Linked DNA regions of Drosophila melanogaster: region 2 is linked to region 1. The links are chromatin contacts, called in public Hi-C maps. All regions are on one chromosome and are shown on one strand. The core of a region is the stretch at or near the end of the contact, and the rest is flanking DNA. Distances in the headings are between cores, read along the strand shown.

Region 1 (4,898 bases), core at 680-3,179:
CATTGGAATGGAGGTAATGGCGGTGCGCTGCATCTTGCCGGCGGCCAGTTCGTAGGAGCAGATTTCTGCGCTTATGTCGCCCTTGCGGGAAACCTTCTGCTCCAGGGTGATGATCTGGCTCTCGCTGCTTCGCAGGAAGTCCACGCACAGCGGATCGTTCTCCGACCAGCAATAGGCAATCGATTCCAGCTGCAAGCTGAGCAAAGCGATTAGACTGGGCCATGGAGTGGGAGTTGTACTGTGCAACTTACCCCTTGATCTTGAACACATGTATGTTGGCACGATCTTGGTCCCTTATCGTTGGCCTCCAGGGATACACCTCGTTCTGCGAGGACTGCGTCCAAACCACGAACAGATCGAAGCTGGCGTTAACTGTGAGGTGGCGGGATAGTTTGCGCTCTGTGGCGCCCGGTATGATCACGTGGAAGATGCGCGGATCCATATTGGCGATCTTCTCCGGTCCCTGGGAGCGAGCATTAGGCCTCTGCAGATGCACCACCGTCAGCTGGTTGGTATTGTAGGCCAAGACGATGTGGGAACGGGTGAAAAAAGCTGGCGAGACAACGGATGCGGGCGCACGACGAGAAAAGAGACACAAGCGACAAAGCTGAATGAGTGGCTCGAACAAAACATGGAAAGCCGGAGGATGGTGGATGGGGGAAAGGGGTTGGGGGTTCGCATATTTACAGGCAACAAAACAAGCCAGCAGATTAATTAAAAATTACAATAATTGCATGCCCTGCATGTGTGCGTGCGGCTGTGTTGGTGTGGGAAAGTGCAAATCAAGTCGCACTTGTTGCCAATGCAAATTTCTCCATAACTGCACAAGCAGCACTCCGCGGAGCAAGGCCAAATGCGGACTGCACTCTATCGAATGACTGATACCCTGGATGACAAGCGGCAAACAGCACAAAGAACTAAATGCAGGACAGCTTTTATAGCTGAGAGCTTAGTGAATAATTAAATGGCATGCATGTGTTTCTAGCAAGCTGTCTTGGTAATTCGTTCTAATGATGAGGAACCTTTAATTACGCCTGAAATAGCCATTATGTATTGCGTGATGTTAACGCATATTAACTGATTTTCGAACGCTGCAAGTTGAGATGTCTGCCAGTCGAGCTGCACATGCAGAAATGCAATGCCCAAGCTGATTGATGGATGGCTCTAATGCGATGGAGGGCGGGCTGGAGCGGGTGAAAGGAGAGAATCGCACATACCATCCGTAATGACCTCGGAGGCGAGCTTGCCCACCAGGTACTTCTCGAAGACCATGCGCAGAATGTCGCCCGTGTAGATGTCCACGCAGATGTGGGCGATCAGGCCGTGTGAGAAGAGGAGCAGCACCTGCGCCGCGTCCTGCCACTCGGAGTGGATGATCCTGTGCTGGCGCAGCAGGTCCTCCAGCTTCTTGAGGTTGTCCTTCAAGCGGCCGGTGGACTTGCGACCAGAGTTCTTCAGCACGGCCAGTCCATTGCGACGCTCCGTATAGTCTCGCTTGGCCAGGCAGGCGAGGTCCTGCTGCTCCTGCTCCTTGTCGCGCTGCCTGAGGTAGCGAAAGGCGCCCAGGTCCTGGCTCTTGATCCGCACCACATCCTCGCGCAACGTGGTCCAGAAATGGGTCTCGCTGAGCAGCATATTCAGGCCTCCAGTGCATCGATTTGCATGGCGGAATGATGGGTGTCAACGCGACTCGATCAGCTCGATCTCGATTTGTTGGCGTGTGCCTTTCAAGCTGCTCCAATTGCACTGATTGCTTTGTATCGGGGTTAATTGCGCTGCTCTATGACTGCTCTGCGACTCGTTATCAAGGTTGCTCGCGGAATAGCCAACGAATTAGCACTTTGGCCAGGATTTTTCGCTTTAAACAAACTTTGTTTATGAAAATAAAATAAACTTGTTGCTCGAAACACTGCTTACGTTACTAGAGACGGCACTTTGTTACGTCGCTGAGCGTGGTGGTGGCGTGATATAGATGGACTACAACTGCGATCGCTCACGTGGTGGAGATCTTCGATGGAGCACATAGGTTGTGAACCAGGCTATGCTATGTTTTTAGCACGTACCCGAACCAGGATCTAAATTTTTGAAATTCAGAAAAATAAAATATTTACAATAAGCTACCACTACTTTCGCAGTGTAGTAGCTAGCCAATAAATCACTTTAATTTAGTTGTGCGAAATCGTATTATCTTGGCCAAATCGGCTTATCTCATCTCACTTTTATGGGCGGCAGTCTGGTTAGCCAAGATGAACTATGTTCGACTGCAGACGATTGTTAAGATAAGATAATGTACATATATATTAAATGGGAAACGAGTGGGTTATTTTTAAACAAAATTGTTGTATTTATTGATTTCACCATCAAATCGGATTGCAATCAATTATTCACAGTGGTTTCCTTAGTTCTTTGCTCATTATCAGTGAAATACGTTTTGCGTGGAGGGGGGGGGGATAACTAACTAACTAGCTAACTAATGGACTAAATAAACAGCAAAAATTGTATCAATATAGTTAAAGTAATATAGTAGAGTAATGATAACTAAATCGTATATCGCATTTGAGGAAACTTAACGGAAACTTTTACAGTTTACGAATCGGATCGGTCGGCTTTATATCTATATATATATATATTTAGCGGCATCTACTGGCAACTGCGGCCGATTCAACATTTTGTGCTTACAACTAAGAAAACTACGCCAGCGAACTCACTCTTTAACTATTTACAATGCACTCTGAGCGAATCGAGTCCTATGTACACTATATTATCCAAGTATCAACCACATTTATACACTCAATATATATTGTAACTTTAACTAAATAGCAGCCTTTTCAAATTTTGATAACGTTTCGCCCTGCGGTGGCATACCACATCCTTCTGTGGCATGCAGCAAGTGGGTTTAGGGTGTGGATGGTGCACTTCGATCCTGGTGCGTGTTTCCCATTATTGGTTTTTTCTTTGTTTGCTTCTTTTTTTTTTTCGATTGGTTGGCCAACGTTCAACGTCTAACGTCTTAAGTCTATCGAGTTCGTTTCATATCTGACTTAGAAGCTAGTTAACTAAGAATTTGCGCTCGTTGGTTTGGATCGTTTAAAAACGAGGGATAAAATTACATAAAGTTGCAGCAGTCGCGTCTACATATGCACAGATTGGGTTACTCCTTCTCCAGTCCTTTGAAAGGCATCTAAAAGTCGTAGAACTCGTTCGATTTGTTGTTGAAGCGCCGCGTGAGCACATAGACGACCGCCTCATAGGTGGCCATCATGATCGCCGTGTTGGGAATCTGTCGCACCAGCTGCGTGGCCAAGCCTCTGTGGAAATAGTTGGTAAAGTTTACAATTAGTAGGAGAATTTGCTAAGGTAGAGCTCTCATATATAAAACACCTCGAGTGAGCACGCTCGAGAGTGATAATCAAATTAAGGTAAACAAACAAAAAATATGCGACGCAAAAGAATTTAAATAGATTTCACGAATTCGTGGGTGGCACATTATGATAATTCATTAGCTTATATGTATATGTTTCTTATATACATGTCGGAGTGCAAGTGGGATTCCCTTCGATTCTATTTCAAGACGGATTCAAGGGAACTACACGAACAAGGGAATCCCTAAGTACAAGTTGATTGCCTTAATGTCGTATCAAATTGAAAATTCACTCTGCTCATCTATTTTACCCACCTGTAGAGTCCTGCTCTGCCCTCCTCCTTCCAAACAGTGTGCAGGGTCTGCCAGAAGGAGTTGTATTTGTTGCCCTCCTCCCGCAGACGAGTGCGTGCCACTTCGTGGGGATAGGCGATGCAGGAGGCGATGGTTTTGGAAACAGCGCCAGCCATCATGAACTCCAGAAAGTCGCGGGATCCCTTGGTGTCCGTATGCCGCTGATTTCGCTGCTCTAGCTGTTTGTGAAAGCGATTTTAAGTCGGAGGGAAACTAGTGCGCATTAAATTCAACTACTTACCAACTTGGACTTGATAAACTCGTAGATGACAAAGTGCACCATCGTCTCGCAGATTCCAAAGTAGCTGGCCGTGATGCCCTTGTAGAAGGCCGCCACGCCTCCCTGGGCGTACACCCTCTCGATGCACTGCCTCACGGTCATCTGCACCTTGGAGTTGTAGTCCAGCTGCATTCGCGTCTTCACAAACCAAATGGGATTCGTTGCCGTGGAGGAGACAAAGCCGGCACTCGCTGCACTCATGATGTGCACCAGTGGCGAGTCACGTTCAACAAAGCTGGGGATCAAGTCCAGGCATTAATTTGGTGCTGCTCGGCTAGATGTACACACAGTGTACCAAAACCAGACTTACCCCAGACTGTTGAGCGTGTTTTTGGTTTGCGAGTAGGTGCAGAAGTAAATGGCACGGGATGGGGCCACGCCCACGAGATTCGGACCCAGACCCTTGAACAGGGCGCGTGGACCCTCGTTCTGGACAATGTGCCTGCAGGAGCAGCTCGATGCATTATAGTAACTGGCAGTTGATGGAAGCTAGGGTGAACTTACCGCAGGCACTGCACGATGCTCATGGATTTGGGCGTTGTGGATGAGATGCCGCAGTGTGAAATGGCCATGATCTGCAAGGCAAAAACAGGTGAGTTAGTAAACCAGTCGCATCCAGACTAGAGGCAATGGAGATGAAGGCAACGACGCATCGAAGTTGTTCGAGACCACTCCATTTCGTGGGCTTAGCTTGTTAGGATGCAGTGGCGGTGGGTTAGATGGGCGATGAGAGAATAGGTAAAAGAAGTTGGTACTACCCTACGCACACCCCCAATCACCTGTGGCTGTGATCTGTTACGTAATATCGTTGTGCTTAGCTTACGTCGTTGTTCCGGCCGCAGCAGCTCCGATTGGCCACCGTTCGCCGGTCCTCCTCCGGCATTCTCCGCCAGCCGCGACGGC
Region 2 (4,898 bases), core at 1,178-3,677, 510 kb after region 1:
CGATTTAAATGGGCGGAATGGAAAGGCCAAGATTACGATTATCGGCAATCAAAAGCAAGTGAACATAGCCCGAAAAATGCTGGATGATCAGATAGAGGAGGATGAGGAACTCGTGCGGTCCATGGAGGAGGTGGAACAGCGTCGGGAGCCCCGCAGATCTCCCACCAACAGCATTGCGTCCAGCATGTACTCCTCCCAGACATCCCTAAGCTCTCACACTCAGCCCAGAGACAAGCTAATGGCCTCCAAGGGCGAGGGTAAGCCAATGGAGGTTTATGTCTCCGCGGTGGCCTCGCCCACTAAATTCTGGGTTCAGCTTATCGGACCGCAGTCCAAGAAGCTCGATAGCATGGTCCAGGAGATGACCAGCTATTATAGTAGTGCTGAAAACAGGGCCAAGCACGTGCTGACTGCTCCATATGTGGGTCAGATTGTGGCAGCCGTGTTTAAGTTCGACGAGAAGTGGTATCGCGCAGAAATCGTGGACATTATGCCTAACCAGTACAATCCAAAGGAGCAGGTGATCGATCTCTACTTCGTGGACTATGGAGATAGCGAATATATTTCGCCAGCTGATATCTGCGAGCTGCGCACTGATTTCCTCACGCTCAGGTAAGCAGTTCGACTGATTGGATAGACATAAATTTATATTTCACTATTTTAGGTTCCAAGCCGTTGAATGCTTCTTGGCCAATGTAAAATCTACCATCCAGACGGAGCCTATTACGTGGCCAAAGTCTTCAATCGCAAAGTTCGAAGAGCTGACAGAGGGTATGATTTCAGCAACAGTTGCTAGATATATTTTTGACTAAACACCGAACATTTGTAGTGGCACATTGGAGAAAGCTGATTGCTCGAGTGGTGACCTACAAGGAGCGTCCACGGGCAACCACCGCTGTAAGTGCTGCTGCCAAGGAGGGAACCCCGCTGCCCGGAGTGGAACTATTCGATCCAGCCGACAACTCTGAACTAAATATTGCCGATCTGATGATCACCCAGGGCTTTGCTCTGCCCCTGGACGATTCGTATCCAGTGCGGTCACGCTCCTCGACGCCCTCAAGTAACAGCGACTCCACCATTGAGGAGTTGTGCGTCAGCAATCCAGTGACTCCGCTTACGCCCCACTCACCTATGTCGATGTCCATTGATGTTGACAGCATTACGCAGGCGGAGAACGAGCACCTCGCCCAGCAGCTGCAGCATTTGCAGCATAAACTGAACGGAAACGACATAAAAAACATTAATCCGGCTAAACTGACGGCTACAGACCTCGAAAACGGGAATAACAATAATGCCAGCACCACAAATGGTGCTAGCGCGCATTAGGATTTCACATTGTTACTAATTATCCTCGCCTAATTGTTTATAAGATGAAGGCTGGACGAGCAGCTCACTACTTGACGTGTACATAAAAGTATAGCTCTTAAGGAACTTATTGTATAGGTACGAAAGAAAACTGTTTAATTTATCGCCGTGACTGATCGACATATCCTAGATCCTAAAAGCTGACGATGGAACGGCACAGATCCTTAATTGTTTATAGCAACCTTTGCCATGTTACTTATTGTTAGCAAGAACAAGAAAAACATTTGTACATCAACAAAAAATACACAAAAAAGATCACAAACTTATCAAAAGAAATGCATTTTATAAGAATATCAAGCTTAAGTCTATTTTGGTGGCCTGTTTCAGAAATCTGTATTAGAGAAGTATTTCAATATTCTTTGAAAATAAGATTTTCTAGATGACGTTAAGGCATAATTGAAAATGAATATAGTTTCTTCAAATGAAAAGGGCTACAAATATTAAAAGTCGCTTAAAGTATATTAAAAAACCCACCGGGGGGCAGAATTGCAGTCTTGTTTGGGGGATTTACCCCACGCTTAGATTAGGATGTCGTTGGTGGTGTTTATAGCTATGGGGGGCAGGTATATGGCGCGGATCTGACTGCGCAGGCGTACGATTTCCATGTCGTCCCTTTCCATTTCTCTGATGAGCTGGGAGAACTGGACTAATCCCTCGCGGTTTCCAGGAAACCCATGACCCTTAATGACCTCCAGTTGGAGTTGCATCACCAATGGAAAAACCTGCAATGTATTATGTTAAACTATTTGGTTATTTGTTTTGATTTGCTTGGTATTTACGTGCTGCATCATGAGAATCATCTCTTTTCCAGCGGAAGCCTTTGCCTCTGAGAGTTTCTTCGAGTTTTCCGGCTGATTTACACAGCGTATTATGTCCATAAGAATTTGCTTGGCAGTATCACTGTTGAAATTGGTCAAGTAGGACATTATAAACGTTTTAACGGCAGTGTTTGTGACGAATTTAGGCAAAATGCAACAAATTGTAGTAGGTTTTATTTTGTGTTTCCGTTAGAGATGAGTCATACAGCGATTACAACTATCGGACAAACTATCGGTTCGGATTCATAACATTACCAAACCCTTAGTATGGACAAGGAACTGTAATATCATTCAAACAAAAACTTTACGATTAAATAAATTAAGCTGAATTACAAAAAATTAAGAGTAAAAGTTAAATTAATTTCGTTTTAACAGCACCTCTAGAAGCAAAACGTTATCCAACACTTAAGGTCTGGAAAATTGCCAGTACTGAAAAGTGCGGAAATCATGTCACGTCGGAACGTCGACAAAAGACACAAATAATAGGAAAAAGCTTATTTCGCGCAGGCACTCGCATATTCCCAGTAAATGCAAGGCCAATGCAAATGCACCATTAGTACGGGCCACCAAATTGTAAATCAAACCGTCGAGTTCCCAGCGCAAAAACGCCGAGCAAAGCAGCAACAACGAAACGCAGTTTAGGGCCTGCATTTTTGCGATAGTGTGAAAAGTGCGTGTGTGCAAAAGAATACAAAATAAAGGGGGCGCAAAAGAGTCAGTGAAAACAACAACACACAAAAACACAAGACACAAGTACACAGAGAAAAACGCAAACACCCGCACTCGCGCAAACAGACACACACACACACTGTGAAACTCCCAACGTCGAGTCAGCAAATTGTGCCACACACACAAAACGAGGAAAGAGGAAGAAGAGCAGCAGCAGAAAAACATAGGTGCTCCGCTCGCATCCCACATCTCCAAAACTCCATCGATCCGAACTTCCCGACTACCCAACCCAACTCTCCGGAATGAATCGCTCCGACGGATTGGTGCGTCGCTCGGTGAAACCCCGCGAAAACGGTGGGGCGGAGGGTGGGTTGAATGCCAACACGCCGGACGACAACCAGGATGCACTGGACAACCTAAAGGACCAGGAGGACAATATCGACGATGGCGACTCCAAGGAAACACGACTAACGCTCATGGAGGAGGTTCTGCTGCTGGGACTCAAGGACAAGGAGGTGGGTGTGCTCCTTATCTCTTATCTGCTTGGGATGCACTAATTAATTGGTTTCTTTCGCAACATAAGTGCTTCTTCTTCACCTGTTAACCGACGTCTCTCTCTCTCTGTCGCTCTCACGATTTCTCTCTTTCGCAACCTCTTGCTTGGCCCCAAGTGCAACGCAGTCCATCTTCCAGCAGGGGCGTAGTGAAAATTGGATACAGGGGGGTAACTTATCACTTCAGTTATGGGGGCAACAATGTTTATCTGTCCTACAGATAAACATTTTATGCCATGTCTTAGCCACTTCTCTTAGCTTTTCCAGTTTGTTAAGCAATGCACTATGAAATCTTTTGACCAGCCTGCTGACTAATGCGCAATCAGTGAGACTGCCAACACCATTTTCTTAACCACTTTTGTTTTTGCATTAATTAATAGTGTGCTCCATCTGTTAAGGTCTAATCAGCCGTTCATTCTAATCTATAGAACCCATTACTTGCCCTTTGTAATACTTTGATGTACTTCCCAAATAAGTGATGATATATTTATATATAGTATATAATAGGTTTATTTTATGTGTTACACTATCGCGCAATTGCTTCCAGTGCCAAATCAAAAAGATTCTTAGAATTGTTGCCAACGTTCTTAGTTGTTGGAAAGATAGCGCTCTAATACTTCTTCGGTTGGCAGTTGTGGCTATAAATACATACATATCTCTTCGAGAACTTCACTCCGCGCAGCACGGAGAACGGTTTCGTCAAACGAGTTTTCCAATAAGTGGTTAATTTGCATAGGTTTGTAATATTCATAAATCTACGTATAGCGCGGGATGATGTCCGTAAATGCGAACCATCATCCATACGTGACCCATTATGGCGAACAGGCAGATTCGCATTTCTCCATTGAATTCGGTTTTTATATTTCACTTGGCACACAGCTTTATCGCTCAATTGCTGTTCGCTTGTACCACATAGGAATGCACACATGTGCCTTTGTGGCTGGCACCACGTCTATTTGTTTTCATCATTTTGCCCGCAGTGTATTTGTGTGACCACCCACACCTCCATCCCTGCCACCTCCTCTCCCTTCGCATAAGAGGGATACGAGCTGGAAACAGTGGGACGTGTTGCCCGCTTTTGTTTTACATTCCCCTTCCGAGCGCTCTTATCGCGAAGATTTTGTCCATTTGGTTAATTGTTTGAGGAAGTACATACTATCAAGTGCTGCTCTCCTCTGCCTAGCTCTCATCCGTTTCGGGCTTTTCTTATGTCAGTACGTCACTCATTTTCGAAATTATACAAAGTACTTGGCTTCTACCCACACCATCCATTAGGAAAATTTCAATATCTCGAACTGCCGAACTGATAAGCGACGTGTTCTTTGCAAATGATTCACTTTTATACCTTTCGTTCGGAACGATTCCTTATCAATCATCTGAGCGATTGTTATATAAATTATTTTAAAATCGTGAAATGGCATTGAAACGTGGTTGAGGTATCTATCTATACCTTCCAATTATCATAGCTTTTCAAGCGTTAATAACAAGAGTA

The links. A called contact is a pair of places that touch in the nucleus more often than the background predicts.
Region 2: a Hi-C map of the Kc167 cell line shows a contact between it and region 1, with 1.7 times the contacts expected there. The contact joins the promoter of sau here to the promoter of frtz in region 1. A contact is called at or near these places in 31 of 107 Hi-C or Micro-C datasets (the D17-c3 cell line, the Kc167 cell line, the OSC cell line and 12 more).

The regions. Positions count from the first base shown.
Region 1 is chr2L:1,713,922-1,718,819 of dm6, forward strand. It overlaps frtz (fritz), which reads right to left and starts at 1,930. Exons shown (of 7, transcript NM_134770.2): 1 at 1,218-1,930; 2 at 252-552; 3 at 1-196. The coding sequence starts at 1,635. Rim2 (Replication in mitochondria 2) reads right to left here. Exons shown (of 7, transcript NM_001258912.2): 2 at 4,819-4,898; 3 at 4,500-4,570; 4 at 4,306-4,437; 5 at 3,957-4,230; 6 at 3,677-3,894; 7 at 2,323-3,308. The coding sequence starts at 4,567. The coding sequence ends at 3,182.
Region 2 is chr2L:2,223,915-2,228,812 of dm6, forward strand. It overlaps sau (sauron), which reads left to right and starts at 2,428. Exons shown (of 5, transcript NM_001014460.3): 1 at 2,428-3,367. The coding sequence starts at 3,155. papi (papi,) reads left to right here. Exons shown (of 5, transcript NM_164461.2): 3 at 1-612; 4 at 665-771; 5 at 830-1,630. The coding sequence ends at 1,326. CG15387 reads right to left here and starts at 2,380. Exons shown (of 2, transcript NM_001103588.2): 1 at 2,145-2,380; 2 at 1,631-2,087. The coding sequence starts at 2,291. The coding sequence ends at 1,884. It also overlaps asRNA:CR44114.